Linked DNA regions of Mus musculus: region 2 is linked to region 1. The links are chromatin contacts, called in public HiChIP or PLAC-seq maps. All regions are on one chromosome and are shown on one strand. Each heading gives the region's core, a stretch centred on a gene start, on an enhancer-like site or on the middle of the called end of the contact. The rest is flanking DNA. Distances are from core to core; before and after follow the strand shown.

The links. HiChIP or PLAC-seq counts read pairs in DNA pulled down with a chosen protein or histone mark.
Region 2: an H3K27ac HiChIP or PLAC-seq map of embryonic stem cells shows a contact between it and region 1, with 3 times the contacts expected there. The contact joins the promoter of Pkdrej here to the promoter of Fbln1 in region 1. A contact is called at or near these places in 1 of 484 Hi-C or Micro-C datasets (cortical neurons) and 3 of 115 datasets of contacts at active chromatin or transcription factors (embryonic stem cells and pancreatic cancer cells).

What each region holds. Positions count from the first base shown.
Region 1 is chr15:85,202,938-85,209,832 of GRCm38.p6, reverse strand. Fbln1 (fibulin 1) reads right to left here and starts at 3,825. Exons shown (of 17, transcript NM_010180.2): 1 at 3,621-3,825. The coding sequence starts at 3,699.
Region 2 is chr15:85,817,357-85,824,251 of GRCm38.p6, reverse strand. Pkdrej (polycystin (PKD) family receptor for egg jelly) reads left to right here and starts at 2,519. Exons shown (of 1, transcript NM_011105.2): 1 at 2,519-6,895. The coding sequence starts at 2,519.

The DNA of each region.
Region 1 (6,895 bases), core at 2,576-5,075:
TCCTTTTCTCCCATCCTGTTTTGTTACACAGCCATAGCTGAGATCATTTCAAAGAAATTGGACCCACACACACACTATGTCAAAGCAGCTATTAATCAAATTGCTACAATGTGATATTTCACAAAAGGAAAGTCTTTTGTAGGATAGAATACACTGGGATGGGGGTTCCGGGCTGGAAAGATGGCTTAGAAGATAAAAGCATTGGGAGTTCTTGCCCAGAATGTGAGTTTAGTTCCCAGAACCCACGTGGCAGCTAACACCTATCTGGAACTCCAGTACCAGGAAGAATCTGATGCCCTCTTCTGGTCGTCCCAGGTACTGCACATACATGGTGCACATACATGCAGGCAAAACTCTTACACAGATCAAAGTTAAAAATAAACAAACCTAAAAAACAAAGTGCATTGGTAAAATCTCATGTGCCTTTTGGGAACTGTTGCCCAAAGTGTTACCTGCAAAGATGGCTGTCCATTATGCCTTTTGCCTGGGTTACTGGACCTTCAAGGAGTGGCTTCCCCAAGCACAAGGGTAGGGCAGAGAGCCCCTATATGTTCCTGGTTATCTCATTGTGGTGGTTTGAATGAGAATGGCCCTCATAGATTCATATATTTGAATACTTGGTCCCCAGTTGGTGGATTAGGAGGTGTGGCCTTGTTGGAGGTGTGTCACTGGGAGTAGTGGGCTTTGAAGTTTTAAAAGTCCATACCATTCCCAGTTAGCTCTCTCTGGCTCCCTCTCCCTTCCCTCCTCACCCCCTACCTCCTCCTGCTTGTGGATTAAAAGGAAGCTCTCAGCTATATCTCCAGCACCGTGCCTGCCTGCCATCATACTCCACACCATTACCATGGACTCTTTAACTCTCTGAAACCTTGATCCCCAAGGTAAATGTTTTCTTTTATAATTTGCCTTGGTCATAGTGTTTTTTCATGGCAATTGAAAAATGACTAAGACGCGCAAGTTATCTTTTGCCAACAGGACTTTGCTCAGGCTCTTTCTCCTGCCAGAAATGCACACTCCCCCCCCCCACCTCCCCCTACCCCCACCCCACCCCCAGCAAACATTGAGATAAACACCACGGGTGCACATTGCCTCCTCCAGAAAGTCTCCCCCGACCCAACCATTAAGGCTTGGCTTGTTTATCTGATCTCCTGGAAGCTACGAACCACACGAAGGGAAAGGGTGAATCTGTCTCATCCCTTGCCACATCCGGGAAACCTCAGCATCTGGCGCTGTGCTGTCCCTCAGTGCCTATTTAGTGAAGGCTTCTGCATGCCCTTCACCACCAGGGCTGCCTGTTTGGGGCTCCTTCAGGAAGAGTTTGAAGTTCCGAAGCATGGACAAAAAGGGCTCTCCAGCTGCTTAGCTCTCTTCCTTAACCCTTAAAGCAACCTAACAAGCGGGAATCTGTTATCGTGTTTTACAAACTGGGAACCGCCCAGCCATTCCACTGGATTTTTCTCCAGATAGGAAAACTGGTTTCCAAAGCACTAGGTACCCGGGTAATCTGATGAGCGAGCTGGGGAGCAGGGAGCAGACTTCTCACCTTCACAGTGGGACTTCTCCCCTTCACCGTGGGAGGGGGTTGGAGGGTGGAGTGGGCACAGACACACCAACACAAAAACTGCAACTCTAGAATTCATAACTTTAAGCCCTGGAGGTCTCAGTGCTGCGCCCCCCACCCCCAGGGGTTCTCCCAACCCCCAGCCCCATCTTCCTGCCTCCAGTCTCCACCTCCTGACTGGGAAAGTTCCAGGAGCTCAGCTCACAGCCACATGTTTCTGCCAAGGGCTCAGGGCCTTTGTTCTCCCTCCCAACAGGACTTTTCTTTTAATCAGTCGGAAACTGCAAGCTGGAGCCAGAGGCCAAGAAAGCCTTGGAGAAAACACAACTGTTTCTCCCAACACCTCCCCACCCCCCTACACCCCGTCTGCTCCCTACACCCTCAGCTGGTCCTGAGGCAGCCAAGCCCAACAGGACAGATAGTCACAGGACAGTCATGGGCTGACTCTGTCCCTTAGCAAGAAAAAAATCAGGGCTCTTCTGCATATATATACAAATATATACACAGCCAATGGGGGACAAGTGAATGGCCAACAGGGTACTCTGCTGGGCTGGCTTCCCTAAGGTCCTTTTTAGATGTCAGCTTTCTCGCCCACCCCACAGCTCTCTGGGGCCTGAGATCAGGGTCTCCTGGCCTTGCTACAGGCTGCAGGAAGGGACCAAGCAGCTTCAAACCCTTTTCTAAGATCATACCAAACTGAACTAACCAAACTCAAGGCAGCTTCCCCTACAAGCCACAAAATGGGCCTGAGTGACTCTAGGAGACACGACTCTGAGTACCACATCTTTCCACCTGTCTCCTTTCTGCAGCAATATGGGGGTATCAGAGGTCCCTGCCATTTGCAACGGGTGTGCCTCCTCCCTTATTAAAAGTCCTCTCTGGTTTTCACTCTCCCTGGCAGGGATTCAAATGCCTTCTTTGGCCCACAGACCCACCTCACCATCTCTGGTCCAAGCACACAATCTGCTCCAAGAAGCCTCCCTGAACTCTGAGGGGCTGCAAAGCTCTTGGCACCAACTCAGGCCTATGAGCCTACCCACCCTGTCTCCTACACTGAGAAGTGACCCAAGATGTGCCAAGGCTGTAGCCAGTGCCCGGAACAGCCAGAACTCCTCCAGGATTCAGGACCAGCCAGCCCCTTCTCCCTCCCCTCTGCCTCTCTCTAAGACTCCTCCCAGTCGTTAGTTATCACAACCAGTGACCTTTTGACTAAAAGGGTCAGAGAGTTCAAAAGAAACTAAGCTAACCCAGGAATAAAGAATAAGAGATCAAGAAGGTGGTGTGGATCTAGGGCCCCCTGCAGAAACAAAGACTCCAGGAGGGCCAGGCTTGGCTCTGAGAACCCCTTAATCACAAGAGGTTAAAGGTCATAGATTTACAACCCCATTGCTTCTCTGATAGACAGGTAAAGTGCTTGCGTCAGGCCTTGCAGCTTTTGGACTGAGAAAAGTACAGCCTAGGTGGACCCTACTCCATTCTAAGTTTCCTGTACTGGGGACGTGATTCTGGGCCACTAATCTGCTACTACGGTGAACCAGCAGGGAAGAGGTGGCCAGCTCCCAAACCTCTGGGATGTTTCTCTATTTTCTGTTTTCTTTCTGCCCCCATCTCTGTCTTCCTGTCTCAGTTTGTTCAGGGGCAAAATGGGTGCAGTAGTTCCTCCCGCACCCACCTCCCACCCCCACCCCCGAGGGTAGGGGTTGGAGGCGGTTTAAAAGATGCACTAAAGTTACTTCCAGTACAGAGCACTTCCCACCCCCACGGCCCAGCAGGCGATCTGCCTTCACCAACAGAGGACCCGGCTTCGTGAACCCGCAGGAGGATCTGTTTGGAAGGTTAAAGATTTAAAGCAAGTCCCCCTAGTGAGGAGGGCATTGGAGCCGAGCCGGAAGTATTGGGGGGGGGGGGTCGTGGGCCTGGATTCCACGCAGCTCTGGGGACCGTGCGATGACCCCTGGGTGCAGCGCGCGCTCCGGAGCATCGGGGGCTGCAAACTTCCAGGGAGCTTGGGGCCTGGGTGGGGACCTAGTGCGGGGCCGTGGGCCCGGGGCTCCCCTACCTCGGGCTGCCAGCAGCGAGAGGCTGCTGAGCAGCAGCAGCGGCAGCGGGACGAGGCGCGACGGCACGGGGCGCTCCATGGGGCTGGCGGGCTCCGGCGGCGGACAAAGGCACGGCGGGCAGCGGCTACACGCTCGAGCCAGGCCTGGGCAGCCAACGCGAGGCTCCTGCGCGCCGCGTTCAATTATCCCGCCCGGAGGAGGCGCGGCGGGGGCGGGGCCCGCGGGGACCCTCCCTTCAGCACTGCGCAGCTGGAGCACGCCGCCACCCAGACTCTCCTGCGGGGATGCAGGCAGAGCGCAAAGCTCAGAGACGTGCCACCCACCTACAGGCAGAAAGTCACGTGAAAAGTGTCTAACCTAAATTGTCAGGATAGCGGGCAGCCGTAGGCTAGACCAGCAGAAGCCTGCTTGTGTAGACTCCCTGGCAGCCGCCAGACAGTTTAGAGGACTCTCTGATTTATTTAAAAAAAAAAAAAAGAACAATAAAATTTTTTTTTTAAAAGCTGGGAAAATGGCTCGCTCGATGGCTCAGTGGATAAGACACTTGCTGTGAAGACAAGAGGACCTGAGCTCAAATTTCCAGCATTCATGTAATATAAATAAATGCAAAAAAATTTAGACTTTCAACTGGATGTGATGGCACACGCCCAACACTCCAAAGGCAGAGGCAGGAAAATCTCCTGAGCTAGTTCTGTAGATCGAGTTCCAGGACAGCCAGGGATACACAGACAAACACTGTCCGGAAATACAAACAACAAGATTAAAGTAAAAACAAACCCACTACAGGTAAATTTGGAGGACCATAGGACCCCAGTTAGCTGATTGCGTGGGACAAGCAATTCAAACGCAGGGATTAGGCTCCGCTGGAATAATTGTGCATATCTGCAAACAGACTAGCGCTAGATAGACCGTCCATAATGTCCAGTGGGAGTCATCCAACATCCTCCACAGTGAATGAATACTCAGGGGCGTAATCACACACTAGGACCTTAAACTCGGAAGGTGCAGAGTGGGACCAACCACAGATGAACTTTGGCTGTGTAGGTCTCCTTGTAGAAAGGACAGAGCGGGTCAGAGGTTAGGAGACTGGTGTTCCTGGGCAGAGTAGAGGCAGCGGCAGCAGCTGAGGAGTAGGTCCCTTAACATAGTCAGCGTGTGGAAACTTACCAGGGTGTTCATTTACGAAATATGCCCTTCTGTTTTAATTCGAGAAGGGGGCATCATGCTCTGTTGCCCAGGCTAGCCTTGACCTCCTGGACTCCAGTGACCCCCCACTTCCTCCTAGGTAGCTCCTCCTAAGTAGCTCAGTCTACAGGCGTGCACCACTGTGTTTAGCTATCTTTAAGTGAAACCTCCTTTCAAAAGATGCGAGAAGCCAGAGGTTTGCAGAGAGACCAGGGAGGCTGGAGGAAGAGCCTGCTGACTGAGTTCAGTTCAGGAGGCCTCCCAGAAGTGAGGCACAGCTCAAGCGCAATCCAGGTTGTAGAATGCTCTCTGAGCATGTGCAAAGCACCGAGTCAGATCCCCAACCGCACATAAAGCAGGTGTCCTGGCAAAAGCTATCATTCCAGCAGTCAAGAGATGAGAGCCCGAGGCTCAGAAGCTTACGGCCATCCCCTCAGCTACATAGTGAGTACAAGAGTGAGCAGGCTGGGGCCCCGAGAGATGGCTCAGCGGTTAAGAGCACTGGCTGCTTGCACTTCCAGAGGTCCTGAGTTCAGTTCCCATTAACCACATGGTAATGGGATCTGATGTCCTCTTCTGTTGTGTCTGAAGACAGCTACAGTGTAATCATATACACGAAATAAATGAATCTTTTTAAGAAAAAAAGAATGAGTAGGTTGTGTGAGAAAGAAAGGGAGGGAGAGAGGGAGGGAGGGAGGGAGGGAGGGAAGAGGAAATAGCCTCTGTAAAGGCTCACAGGCTGTGGCACCAGAGAGGATGGGGGGGTTTGCCTGGATGTGGTTCAGGAGGCCCCAGCATGTGCAGATACCTGAGGGAAGGGTCTCTGAGCTGTGAGCAGATTGGAGACTTCTCAGTACTTCACTTTGAATTTGATTATTGATGCAGAGTTTGGAGAACTAAGAATGTGGGTTCCTGAGGGGAGTCAGGAACCCCCCCAAGGTCCAAGGTCCGTGCTCAGACCTTCCCAGACTCTGCCAGTCACTCCCACCCTCATCTCCCCCACTTTTGAGGTACTTGCCCCAAGCCTGTCCCCACAGCTTTTCCCCATCTTCTTGTCACACGCCTAGTGGCTTGGAAAAGCAGTCGTCAGTTGTCAGGGAGACAGGGACCACCCTGAAACTCCCCAGGATGGGCTAGCAGTGGAGATCAAGAATGAGGGGAATGGATAACTCTGAGTCTACAGCACCCAGGCCCAATCCAGGCTGGGCCACTTCTGGCTCTGTGACGCCCTATGAGTCACTCACCCACGAGGTGCCTTCGTGTCCTCATCTGTTAAATGGGATAGGATTTTGATCAGTTGAGAAGTCGAAGATACAAAATGCTACAAACAAATCTGTGGTTACCACGCATAGTGTGGCTCACTTGCCGCCAGCCAGGTGACAGGGTAGGAGCAACAGACCGTCACAGCACTGGAACACCCTGTCAGTCCCAACCTCTTCTCTGTGGTCTCACCCCAGCCTGGCCCCAGACTCAGTCCCAAATCCTAGGTGACTTTGGGTCCCTGGGTCCATTCTATGTAGACTCTAGTTCGTAGATGTCCCTGGAAAGACTGGAGGCTGGAACTTTGGGCAGATGCTGAGAGGGGCTACCTACCCCAGGGGAAGCCCCAGGCATTCCCACACAACACAAAATGCAAAGCCTGAGCTACCCTGTTATCCATCGGTCCCTACCTCAGGGTTGGGGACACAAGAAGCAGCCTGGGACCCCAGCACTTTGGAGGCAGAGGAAGGTGATTGTGAGCCCAGCCTGGGCGACACAGTGAGGCCCTACCTCAGAATAACAAAAGTTGGGGGTGGGCAGGAGGAGAGCGAGTGGAATATGAAGAGAAAGAAAAGAAGAGAGAGGAGGAGGAGGAAACAAAAGAAGAGGAAGAAGAGAAGGAAGAGGAAGCAGGCATACCCACGTTGAGTCACTGATGTCAGACCCTAATAAACACAGTCCTCGGGCAGGAGGGTGTGAATGAGGGAGGGGCTCTCACACATGATTACTCAGTAACACGAATCATCCATCCCAGGACACCCTGCCAAAACCTCAACCTGGCACAAAAGCCATTCCAGCCTTGCTCAGTAAATACTTTGGCAAGGATTCC
Region 2 (6,895 bases), core at 1,270-3,769, 620 kb before region 1:
TAGCCAACCTGACAGCCTGAACCCCCATGATGGAGAGAGAGAGAACTGGCTCCTGCAAGTTGTCCTCTCTCCAAAGTATGTGCACTGTGGTGTGTATCTACCCACATACACAAATAAATCATGCAGAGAAGAAAAGGGAAACCCTTAATAGTCAATACCAATACTTATCAAAATTGGCACATAGATGGTGATGGTTTAAAAACTTCAACTAGAAGCCAACAGTGACAGCAAAAAACAAACCTCTATTAAACATGGCAAGCAAGAATGCGAGAGATGCTCACATAGGAAGGAAGCGCAAGTGGCTCTGTTGGCTGCTTAGCTAAAACAGACTCGAGACAAAGCTTGTTACCAGATAGACACATTTCATAGTGACATGAAGGGCAATCTATCAAGAAGACATCAGCCCAAAGACACATATACTCGTCAACTGACAGAGTCCCAAGAATGCGCAGTGAGAAATGTCAGAAGGGAAGTTTGAACCAGAACTTTGCACTGCCTAGGTAGGAGATTAAGTTTCACCTGGAGATTATAACGCTAGTCAAAACCTCAGGAAGGACATGGAAGATGGAAGTACCACTACCAACCGTCTGCGTTTGATCAGGCTCTCTAAGGTGTGATATTATAATTTAAGTTAGAATGTAGTGCAAGCCAACTACTCAGCAGGCACATCAACTGGTTCAAGACCAGCCTGAGAAACTTAGCAAGACTCTGTCTCAAAATTAAAAGAGGTTATTTTTAAAGACTGGGAAATAGATTTCAGTGGTAGAGGGTCTGAAGGAGGTCTTAGGATGAACCCTAACAACAACACACATCTTCCTTTTAAGTTCACACAGAATGTATAACAAGAAGGACTCCAGGGTGGCCATTAAGGCAAGTCATAAATAAAAATGACTAAAAATCATTCTGGACCTATTCTCTAATCATAGCATTGTTAATTAGAGATCAATAAGCACAAGATTTCTTTTTATTTATTTATTTATTTATTTATTCTATGTATGAGTACACTGGTGTGTCAGACACACCAGAAGAGGGCATCAGATCCCATTACAGATGGTTGTGAGCCACCATGTGGTTGCTGGGAATTGAACTCAGGACCTCTGGAAGAACAGAGGTCATCTCTCCAGCGCCACAAGAGTTCTACATGAACTCCAAATGCTTGCAACTAACAACACCCTTTGGAATATACGGGTACAAACAAAATACTAGGAGAATTAGAAATATTTTAAAGGAAAGATGGCCAAAAATACAATAAGCGTGTAGGATGTACTTAAATACTGTATAGTAGGGACTTTATAGTTTTAAACACAGTAGGAGAAGGAAGAAGTAAGAAGAAGAGGAAGAGGAGGAAGAAGAGGAGGAAGAAGAGGAGGAAGAAGAGGAGGAAGAGGAGGAGGAGGAGGAGGAGGAGGAGGAGGACTAGGACGAAAGGCTCCATCTTTGAGCCAAAATGTCAAGTTAGGAAACTAGAGCCTCGGCTGCAGCTCAGGGGTATGGCCATCATTCCTGGAGACCCAAGGTTTGATCTTCAGTAACTTCTCCCTTTTAAACTACACAGTTCTTTTTAGCTAGGTTCGTTCTTTTTAGCTAGGTTAGGTAGTACACACTTGTGATCTACCACCTAAGAGGCTGAAGCTGAAGAATCTCCAGTTGACACAGTCTAAAACAAACAAATAAACAAACAAACAAACAAACAAATAAGCAAACAATACATTTAAAAGTGAAGGAAAGGGAAAAAACAAACCAAACCAATAACAACCAACCCAAACCTAACCAACAACCCCACCTCCACGCCCCCTTTCCCCAAACAACCAAGTGTCAGATATCCCTGCACTGGTCTGAGGGGGCTGGCAAGGCCCTCCAGACTTCATTATTTTGGAACCGGTTTTCCCGTGGGAGAGGAATTTCTGCTAAGAAGTTTTCTTGGTGTGTCCAGTTTTAAAAAGAAGAAAAGAAGGGGGTGGGGCGGCAGAGCACGGGATTAAACTCATTTAGCAAGGCCTGATCCTGGAGTAGATCCATCAGTATGGGAAGAAAGAGGTGGTTGGAAACAGTCTTGAGCCCCTCTGCCGCCTAGTGTATAGTGACCTACCTTGCACCTACCTTCCTGGAGATGCTGCTGTCCTTAGCATGTCCTTCTTGGTCCTGAGAATCTCCACTTCTCTGGAAACCCATTGTTCTGTGACTTCCCACGTTCTCCTTGTGTGTGGTTCTCCTTGGTCCTGAGATCCTTGATGACCCTGAGAGCCCACTGTTCCTGGGAACTCACTGCCCTTTGGGACCCACCGCCCCTGGGAACATACTGTCCCTTAAACTCACTAGCCCTGGGAACCCCACTGTCCCTGAGAGTGTACTGTCCCCGAGAGAACCCACACCTCGGGTGAACCGCCTTATTCCGGAGTGGCGGAGCACGCTGCCCCTGCCCCGCGGCGAGCTGCGCGCCCATCCCCTCCCGGTACGCTCGCTCGCGGCCCAGCCCAGCGTCACGGCCGTTGCGCCCGGCAGCTCCTGGCGGGGAGTCATGTGGCCGGGCCCCGCGCTGCTGCTCCTGGGCCTGGGCCTGGGTCTAGGCAGCCAGCCGCCACCCACCGGCCCTCGCGGGCTGCCGGGCGTGCTCAGGGGCGCCCCGGGGTTGGGGCAGGGCGCGGAGAGCAGCGTCCGGGGCGGTGACACCGGGGGCCTGTCCCCGCGTGCAGCCCCGCGCCACGCCAGCCCTACGCCGCCCCGTAGGTGTCCCTCGGGCGCAGCTGCACGCGTCCTCCTGAAAGTCAACTCTTCGGACCCCGCAGCCGCCAAGGCTAACGTGTCCTGCCAGACGGCCCCCTGTATCATGCAGCCAGTGAAGATCAACAGGAAGGACCAGAACGCTCCCCTTATCCTGAGCAGAGACGAGGAAGCCACCCTCAATATCACTGTGCGTTGGTACTGTCCTGATGCCTTGGTCATTCGCAAGAGCTGGGTGTACTTTTCGGTGGCCTCTGTGAACGACACCCCTGATTGGAACCGACCTGTGCTCTTGCCGCAGGTGGCAGTGTCTAAGGGTTTCTCCCTCCACATCCCCAAATATGCCCTGCCTTACGGGGTGTATGTGTTTAACTTTACGCTGTCCATCTTCAGGTGGGACCTCGCCTGGCCCACGGTGACAGGCTCGGATATCATCTACATTTGGGTTAGAAAACGCCCCCTGAAGGCTGTTCTTCTTGGAGCCCCCAGAGTAACCGTGAAGTTCTCCGATGAACTGATTCTGAATGGAAGCATGTCCTACGACCCAGAGGCAGACATCCCCACATGGGGACTCCAGTTTTTTTGGTATTGTACCACAAATCCAAGATACTATAGTGGCAACTATGTATTAGTGATCAACCAGGCTGTCTGCCACCCAGAGCAGGATTCACTGAACTGGCCTTGGGCAGTGGGCTCTGTACTAACCATTCCACCAAAAACTCTTAGGGGCAATGGTGTGTATTACTTCAGAATGGTGGTACAGAAGCAAAACAGAACTGCATTTTCTGATAAAACTGTACACGTGCTCCAGGGGCTTCAGCCCAAGGCACACATTTCCTGCATTGAAAATTGTGGCCCCACGTTAGGTGTGTCAGATAGATTTTCTCTGTTTCTGAACTGCCCAAGTTGTGGCCGCCAGGATTTGTATAGCTGGTCCATTTTGTCTCTAACGGGCCATGAAGTGATGTTTGACTGGGCAGGGCAAGCAATCACCAGGAGGAATGGACCTTATTTGTCCATAAAAGCTTTTGCCTTTAGGAATTTTTTGGAAAATAGGGTTTGGGTTTCCCTGATTCTGAAATCTTGGAGTGGTATGACCACGACCTTGAGACATCCCGTTGTCATTAACCATGGCCCTCGAGTTGGCAAATGCAAGATAAATCCAGCTAGTGGGATTTCCATGGTTACTAAATTTGCTGTTGAATGTAGTGATTTTAAGGATGAGAACCTTCCCCTTAAGTATAAAATAATAGTATCTGAGTTGGACAGCATTGGCGCGATCAGTTCCGTAGAAGAGAATACACTGGGTTCCGTGGTGTATTCAGGGGCAGAGCCGATAACACCAGCCTTCTTTCTCCCTGTCGGTACGGTGACAGATGAGTACAATGTGAGGCTTTATGTTCAGGTCTATGACTCCTTAGGGACATTTTCTCAAGTGACTTTGCAAGCGACTGTGACGGCACCTACTGTCAGGGACTCTTCAAAGGATGTTTTACAACAGCTGCTCAACGTCACCATGAAACCGACGTCACTGTTGTCTACCTTGCTTCAAAAGCAGGACTGGCTACAGGCTGGCTACTTAACCTATGTGGTGATTTCTGTCTTGAATAACATAAAAGGGGAGCAGGAACTTCAAGATGACAGAGCCCGTCTCCTGGAGCACCTCGTCAAACAGTCTCTCACGTTTGCTATGAACACAGCGGATGAGATCGGTCAGTCGGTGATGGTGATTACCAAATTAACCCAGAAAGCCTCTGACTTGAGTCAAGCGGATTTAGAGGCCACCTCGTTCCGGCTTAGGCAAGCAAGCCAAGACCTACAAGAATACCAGCACAGACACAAGCACCTTCAGCAGGTTGAAGTTGTGGGCACTGGCATCCTAACCAGTCTGTCTAACCTTCTTAAGCTGATTAATCCCTACTATACGTTACAAGATCCTTTGTTTGTAGTCGAATCACTATCAGACACAATACTGGCTAACAAGGTTCCGGGGAGCAAGACCACTGCTCTGAGGACCAGTAACTTTAACATGTATGTGGAGAAAGTTGAAAACTGGAATGTTTTTAAGGCCTTCAGAAATGATTCACTCTGTCCAAACTGCCTCCGTGCGACACTGAACGCAAGCACGGTCCCCAGGCTACCCGCAAAGGCTCCGATTTCTATGATGTTTTGTGAGTTCGCAGACGACCCCTTTCCTTGGTTGACTTACCCGGAAAACATTTCTGTAGATGTGGTTGGGTTCAGGATGACTGGAGTCGCAGATAACAATAAGGTCATAGAGATCACACCCGACATAGCAGAAGTGTACCTGGTCAGAAAAGATCTGACCCCTTCGAGTTTTAACCTTACGGTGGGACCCGGCATTAAAAGCGATGGGTTCTCAAAGGTGACAACGGGTGGAATTAGCTTTGAGGTAGACAGCAGGTGGACTGGGGAGCTACTCATTCACATTGTCACAAATGTGACAGTGTTGTTTGAGGCCTTGGTATATGAAGGCTGTCAGCTCACGCCCACCAATCTGATGGCCACTTTCCTTGTTCCTAATGACATCCCTCCCATTGTCAAGTGGAGTGGCCTGTTTGACCCAACCTGTTCAGTCAAGGAGGCCCGCGTGGTTTGTCTGTCATCATCCCTGCTTCGAAGCATAGCTCAGCGCAGATTTTCATTCAAGTATAACATATCCATGGTCCTGCAGGCATCGCGTTTTGTCCTGAAGCCCACTAACAAGCTAGTGAGAATTGCTCTCTTTATGGTTCACTGTTTGGACATGTATGGGATCCAGAGTGATTGGCAACAAAGTACCTGCGTGCTGGGTGAGAAGACCACGTGGAAAACAGTACACTGTGTCTGTAGGAATGGAAGGCGGAGCCGGCGGCAGCTGACTTCTGTGAAGCTGACCTACCATCATCTGCACACCCACTTTGTGACTGCTAAGGTAATTGTGGTCCCTAACCCCGTGGATCTGAGGCTAGCGATCATTAGTAACCTTACCCAAAACCCTGCGACTTTCCTGGCCGTGCTTTTCATTATGATCTTGTATGCAATTCTGGCTTTCTGGGCCTTGCACAGGGATGTGATAGATCTGTATTTTCGGGACAATGTGGTAATACTGACTGATAATGATCCTTTTGATACCCTATGCTATCTAGTAACCATCTTTACTGGGAGTCGCTGGGGGTCTGGAACCAGAGCCAATGTTTTTATCCAGCTTATGGGAACGGAGGGTACCAGTGATGTTCACTGTTTAAGCCATCCATATTTTAAAACCCTATACCGAGGAAGTATCAATACTTTCCTCCTGACAACAAAAAATGACTTGGGGGATATCCATTCCATCCGAGTGTGGCATGACAATTCGGGCGAAGCACCTAGCTGGTACCTAAGTCGAATCAAAGTAGAAAATCTCTTCAACAAGCGCATTTGGCTTTTTGTGTGCCGGAGGTGGCTCTCTGTGGACACCACTTTGGATGCAACGTTTTCTGTCACCAACCCGGATGAGCCTCTGAAAAGGACAGACTTCTTCATGATTGATGTGAGGGATAAGCTTCGGAAGAACCACATGTGGATCTCCATTTTCACGGAAATTGTCCCCAAACCATTCAACAGGCTCCAGAGGCTGTCCTGCTGCTTGGCCATGCTGCTAAGCTCTCTTGTTTGCAATATCATGTTTTTTAACTTGAACCAAAAGGAGAAAATTGAGTCCAGACACATGCACATTATCAGGTCAATGCTGATAGGCATCGAGAGCGTCGTAATCACAATCCCCGTGCAATTACTGATAACTTTTTTCTTCACCTATTCCCAGAAGAATCTTAAAATGAATCTAGACAAAGTGGCACCCCAGAAGCACCCCCTGATGTCAGAGGAAGGTCTGTCCTGGAAAGAGCGATTGCACAAATGGCATGAATATGAAATGAAGGCTCTCCCCAGGAGAGCTGCCGTGTCCACCTCTGCTCCCGAGGAAAAGGAAGCCTTTGAAACCTCACAGAAGCATGAGAAAGCAGACACCCAAATGTCCAATAAGAACAGCAGTAACAATAACCAAGAAGCCAGTGAAGGTGTCCCTCCGAAAGCTTTCTCTTCCCAACCGCATACTACTGAGTCTGTTCAAAAGAAGACCCAGATTATCCTGCCCAGGTGGTGTGTTTACATAGCCTGGTTTTTGGTGTTTGCC